Regions from separate parts of the Mus musculus genome. Here region 2 is linked to region 1. The links are chromatin contacts, called in public HiChIP or PLAC-seq maps. All regions are on one chromosome and are shown on one strand. Each heading gives the region's core, a stretch centred on a gene start, on an enhancer-like site or on the middle of the called end of the contact. The rest is flanking DNA. Distances are from core to core; before and after follow the strand shown. Region 1 holds the start of Spp1 (secreted phosphoprotein 1). Region 2 holds the start of Thoc2l (THO complex subunit 2-like).

What was found. HiChIP or PLAC-seq counts read pairs in DNA pulled down with a chosen protein or histone mark.
Region 2: a contact with region 1 is called in an H3K27ac HiChIP or PLAC-seq map of embryonic stem cells, with 6 read pairs. The contact joins the promoter of Thoc2l here to the promoter of Spp1 in region 1. A contact is called at or near these places in 3 of 39 promoter capture datasets (the HPC-7 cell line, epiblast stem cells and macrophages), 3 of 484 Hi-C or Micro-C datasets (LSK cells and embryonic stem cells), 6 of 115 datasets of contacts at active chromatin or transcription factors (the SCID.adh cell line, embryonic stem cells and microglia) and 4 of 9 other capture datasets (adipose tissue, liver, macrophages and 1 more).

Annotation. Positions count from the first base shown.
Region 1 is chr5:104,433,689-104,436,422 of GRCm38.p6, forward strand. Spp1 (secreted phosphoprotein 1) reads left to right here and starts at 1,423. Exons shown (of 7, transcript NM_009263.3): 1 at 1,423-1,508; 2 at 2,687-2,734. The coding sequence starts at 2,701. RefSeq lists promoters at 1-1,445, 1-1,468, 519-1,509, a cis regulatory region at 25-39 and enhancers at 689-716, 721-729, 1,347-1,393, 2,205-2,524, 2,274-2,310.
Region 2 is chr5:104,506,965-104,509,798 of GRCm38.p6, forward strand. Thoc2l (THO complex subunit 2-like) reads left to right here and starts at 1,386. Exons shown (of 8, transcript NM_001166581.2): 1 at 1,386-1,607.

The sequences.
Region 1 (2,734 bases), core at 173-2,672:
CTCTTACATTGGAGATGTAAGGTAATAAGCCTGTGTTCTCCATTTCGGGAAAAGAAAGGAAGTAACTGCAGGGCAGTATTAAATATTTAAAGAAGTCTGCTTCACCTATAATTTTATCTCATTTGAATACCTCTTAACTATTCAGTAACGTTTTGTTAATACAAATTTTAAAATCTTTTTAAGTAGCCAACCTTATATATTCCAGGAAATAAAACTCAAAAAAGATAATTCAGAAATATAAGCTGTGTCTTTAAAAAAATATTCAGAGAACCCTTTAACGTGTACAGCTTAAAGATCAATTCAAAGGCATTACAAATTTCAGCTCCTTGCCTCTGCTGAAGATTTCTGTAATAGTTAAAATATACACGTTCTTTAACATGTGGGGGAAGGAGCATTGCAAAATGTGAAGTGCTATCAACTGCACTTACACTAATCCATTGTCCTGTAGATAGACTAAGTGACTTGCCCAAGGTCACACCTGGCACTGCTTACAGAAGGACTGAAAGGCAGTCTGGCTCCTGCAGCTTCCCCACCCAGCAAGCATTCCAGTCTCACAAACTGCTTGCTTAGGCGGGCTCTATCTGGAGTAACCACCTCTTCTGCTCTATATGGCCATTATAGTTTAGATAGCATCAGAACCATCACTCCCAGCTGCTCCAACAGAGCAACAAGGTTCACGAGGTTCACGTCTCTAAAGGTCAGTGGAGGCAGGAGAGGAATTCAGGGTCACTGTGTGGTTTGCACAAAGAGCAAGCGGCTGCATAGCTCAAGTGTCAAAACTGAGTTGTTACTTTGTTTCGTTTTGTTGTGAGGTTTTGTTTCTTTTGTGAGAGGGTCTCACTTTCTGTTGCCCCAACTGACCTGGAACACAGTATGGAGCCGAGGCTAGCCTCAAATTCATGGTGATCTTCCGGAGTACAAAACAGAGCCACTGTGGCCCGGCCAACCTAAGCTACCGAATACAAAGGCAAAAGGGAGGGTCTGAAAGTTCTGCCGAGACAGCAGTTTTCTAGATTTAAGTAAGTCTGAGAGAATCAAATTGTGTATCCATGTGGCCTTTATCTGTAACTTAGATAGGAGAATCCATACCTTTCATCCCCATTGATGTTTTTCTACTAATTCAGTAACTATAAACAAAGTCTCTGTGAGGGTGATCTACTCTTCCTTTCCTTATGGATCCCTGATGCTCTTCCGGGATTCTAAATGCAGTCTATAAATGAAAAGGGTAGTTAATGACATCGTTCATCAGTAATGCTTTGTGTGTGTTTCCTTTTCTTCCTTTTTTTTTTTTTTAACCACAAAACCAGAGGAGGAAGTGTAGGAGCAGGTGGGCCGGGTAGTGGCAAAAACCTCATGACACATCACTCCACCTCCTGATTGGTGGAGACTGTCTGGACCAGCATTTAAATTCTGGGAGGTCTGAGCCACCAGCAGCTCACACTGAAGAAGCATCCTTGCTTGGGTTTGCAGTCTTCTGCGGCAGGCATTCTCGGAGGAAACCAGCCAAGGTAAGCCTGCAGTGGCCCATGAGGCTGCAGTTCTCCTGGCTGAATTCTGAGGGTGAGTCCAGAGAACATTCTTTCAACAGTCGTATTTGTTAGTCAGACTCGTGCTGTTCTGGTCTTTTTGAATAAGCTGGTCAGGTACATTGCAGGTTTCCCGGTATTTTCAAAGCCAGTTGGATGTAGAAGTTAAAATAAATCTAGTTGGTCCTCTAAAGGAGAGAGAGAGATCTGCTAGTAATCTCTCTCTCTCTTTCTCTCTTTCTCTCCCTCTCTCTCTTCCTCTCTCTCCCTCTCTCCCTCCTCTCTCTCTCCCTCCTCTCTCTTCCTCTCTCTCTCCCTCCTCTCTCTCTCTCTCCCTCTCTCCCTCTCTCCCTCTCTCTCCTGTCACACACACATTGTAAAGTTCTATGTATCTTTGGAACAAATGTCTGCATCATTTTAAAGTGGCTGGATGACTGTGGAGACCAGTAAAGGAGGATCCTCTATATTAATATAAACCAGATACAGTTATTTTTAGAAAACTGTCTCACTTCAAAAGAGAACCTTCCTTAATTTCTCGCTTCTGCACTTGGCTTTTACAGTTTTCACTAAGGTCCCTGTGTGATAACACAGACTCATCAACATGCACAGAAAAGCTGTTGCCTGCTCTCAGTGTTTTATTTTTATTATTATTATTATTGTTGTTGTTATTATTATTATTATTAGTCCAAATAGAACATCTTACTCAAATTCAAAGATATCTTTGTTTCTTTCAGCTTTGTATAATGTAAGTTAAAATCACATTTGAAATGCAAATGGAAAAAGCAATTTTCTTTTATCATTCTATTTTCTCTTTTTCTTCCTTGCAGAAAGTACTCTCATGGTAGTTCGTTGCTTTAATTACTCGATTACTGTGAAACAAATCTTGGTGTGGAGCTCTAGAGACATCAGATAGTGGGGGCATAAGCTCTGAGACTCCAGACGTAAAGTTTGGATGAATAGAGTTGTGAAATTGCCCTTTTCCTTGCTAAGGATGAGAGGTGGAGAGGTAGAAAAGGCACACAAATATTGACTCACTGAAATTTTCTCTGAGATGTAGAAAGATTCCATAAATTATTGGTGACTTGGTGGTGATCTAGTGGTGCCAAGAGTGTGTTTGAACCTGACAAGACATCAACTGTGCCTCATAAAATATGTTGCAGGACTAACTACGACCATGAGATTGGCAGTGATTTGCTTTTGCCTGTTTG
Region 2 (2,834 bases), core at 136-2,635, 73 kb after region 1:
ACTCCTAATCCTTCCCAAATAGTTCTACCAGTTGGGGACCATATATAAGAAACCATGCATGCTCAATATTGCTCAAAAAGCTAAAAGTAAATCTACCATGACTCAGATCCACTCCTCTGCATATGCCCAAAGGACATCCTCCTACAGATGCTTGCTTAGCAGTGTCCATTGCTGCTCTGTTCACCATAGCTAGCGAGGGGGAACCACCTAAATGCCCTTCGAGTGATGGACGGGCAATGCAAATGTGGCACAGATACACCACAGGATAAAGGAAAATGACATCATGATGTTTGCAGGTAAGTGCAGCTCTTGCCAAGATGCAGGCATTAAATAGTTGCTGGGGAAAGAAAAATGAACAATCTCCCACCCACATTCATTATTTTCATATTGGGCAAAGACATCTAAATAGAAATAATTGCTTGGAAAGTGACCAAGCCACTTATACAGTATCTACTGTTATATGCAAGGCAATGTAGTGGATCCTGATCATGGTAAAAATTTTTTTTAATGTGCATCTCTATCTGTCTACAGCTTACTATTGAATCAAAAAAACCTTATTAAGTCATGTGTTTGAGATACATATATGCATATTTGCACATCTCATTTGATTTTATGTATTTCTGTTGCTTTGTAACATAATGGTCAGATATATACTCCTGAACAATTTATTGATTTTATACATACACGACATAATAACCAGATAACAACAGAAATGACAATTTTCGGAGATGGGGTCAAAATATGAGTTCAATTCTTAATGTATTTAAAACCTGATGCCTTTTTAAATTAAAAAGAATTTTAATCTAAAAATAAAGAAGTTTAACTTTCACCCCTCATCAAAGCTTCTTTTCATACTGGATAGAGAGCATGACAGACACCCACAAGTAGCAATGTCCCAGTTCTCCCAGTACAATGTGCAATAACTATAAAATATTTCCAAGTTTCTGTATAATGCATACATACATCCTTCTGATAAAAAGTTTTATAAATAGCTTTAAGGGCTTGGTTGGGAACAAATTTTGGCAGCTGTCTACAGTGAACAAGTATTTTAGTCCTTCCCTAACTCATGCCTTGACTTCTCTTGAGATGCAACATACTTTGGGAGATAAACAGACTTTTTCCATAGTACACTACCAGATTTTCCACCAGTTGAACCACATCATTTTCGGAAAGCTCTCAGAATTGTTTGTATTTAGCATTCACATTCAAATGAAACCGCCAGTGCACACAGTCACCTCAGCAAGGCATTTTCTAACAAAGGCGCAGTGATGACCAACGACCTCAGTCCCCACCCCGCCCCCCGCCCCCCGCCCCCCGCCCCCCGCCAGCAACCGAAGTGCGGCCGCGCGTGCGCAGAGGACTCGCTGCACCGCCGCCGTCCCTCCGCAGTGACGTCAGCCGAACGCCGAGGAGATCCCGACCGGTTTCCCACCGCTCTGTGGAGTCGGCGGTGTGTCGTTGGTGTCCCTATCGAGCTGGGTCAGGAGGGCGCGGAGCGGTGAAGCCCTTCCCGAGCCGCGGCGTAGAGGCGGTTCGCGGCGGCTGGAGCGGGGAGGCGCGAGCCGGCGCGGTCGCGGCGGGCGGCGCGGGCGGAGCGCGAGCGAGCGGTGAGTCGGCATGGCGGCCCCCAGGCGAGCGGGCGGGCTGCGGCCTCTGTCCAGCTCGGCGGCGGCTTGGCGGACCGGGCTGTGCTAACACACGCAGGGGAAAGCCACAGACCCCCGAGTCTTTCCGGGGCGTTCTTGAAGCGAACAGACCTTAAATGAGATCTGGTGTCACCGGGCGCTTCCTCAGCCCCGGCATTTGGTGGCTCCCGTGAGCGTCTCTGGGCACATAGAACGCCTACCTGGCCCGCAGGCAGTAGGTGGTTTCTGGACCGCGAGCTCCGAAGAGTTAAACTGTGTGCCAGGTGCAGTAAACTCAGGAACTGGAGCGAAAGGAGTGAAGAGTTGACAGCACTACCGGGAATTACTTCAGTATTCCTCACCCGGTTCTAATAAGTAGTTTTTTGCAATATTCTGAAGCTGTGGAAATGCTGGATACGGGGAAGGTGGTTGCGATTAAATTAAGAGAAAGGACGGGGTGCCAGGATTTTAGGAGTGTGTTTTGCCGTCCCTAGGTTTGCCTGCTACATTTGCCCTCAGAAATTTACCTCCCGTAGGAGATTTTCAGGATCATATTTACAACCAAAATCAGAATATTATCAGCTTAAATTGACACTGGGCATTATTGTTAACTTGAACTGGGAAGCCCCAGTTCAAGAAACTCAGCCAAGGTGCATGGACAAGAACGTTGATTGTTTATAGAGTACTGAAAACACTGCAGTATACTTTATACAAATTTGAAGGCATGTATTCATGATATGCCCAAATATTTGGCAGAAGTTATTCTTTTGAATGCTTTGCAGAAGACGTCTTAATCTTAAACACTCATATAAATACTCTCGCTTCATTTCAAGCCAAAATGGGGATGCTAGCTTCTTTATACTTAACAGTTATTTTGATACCAGCAAGCTTTGTAGTTCCAAAAGATGGTGTAAGTAGCATGGGTCGCCTAAGGCCATTGGAAACCGTGTTCACATTACAGTTCATAACAGTAGGTTATGAAGTTGCAACAAAAATAATGTTATGGTTGGGTCACTACAGCATGAGGAACTAACTGTATCAAAGTGTTGCAGCATTAGGAAGGTTGAGAACTGCTGACATAGAGGTAAAAGAAAACACAAAAGAAAAGAAAGCACATCACAAAATAGAGACCAGGATAGTCAGCCAAATGAAACATTCTGGTATTATGAAAATAAACCATGTAGGCCAAGTTTAATTCCCACCACTGCT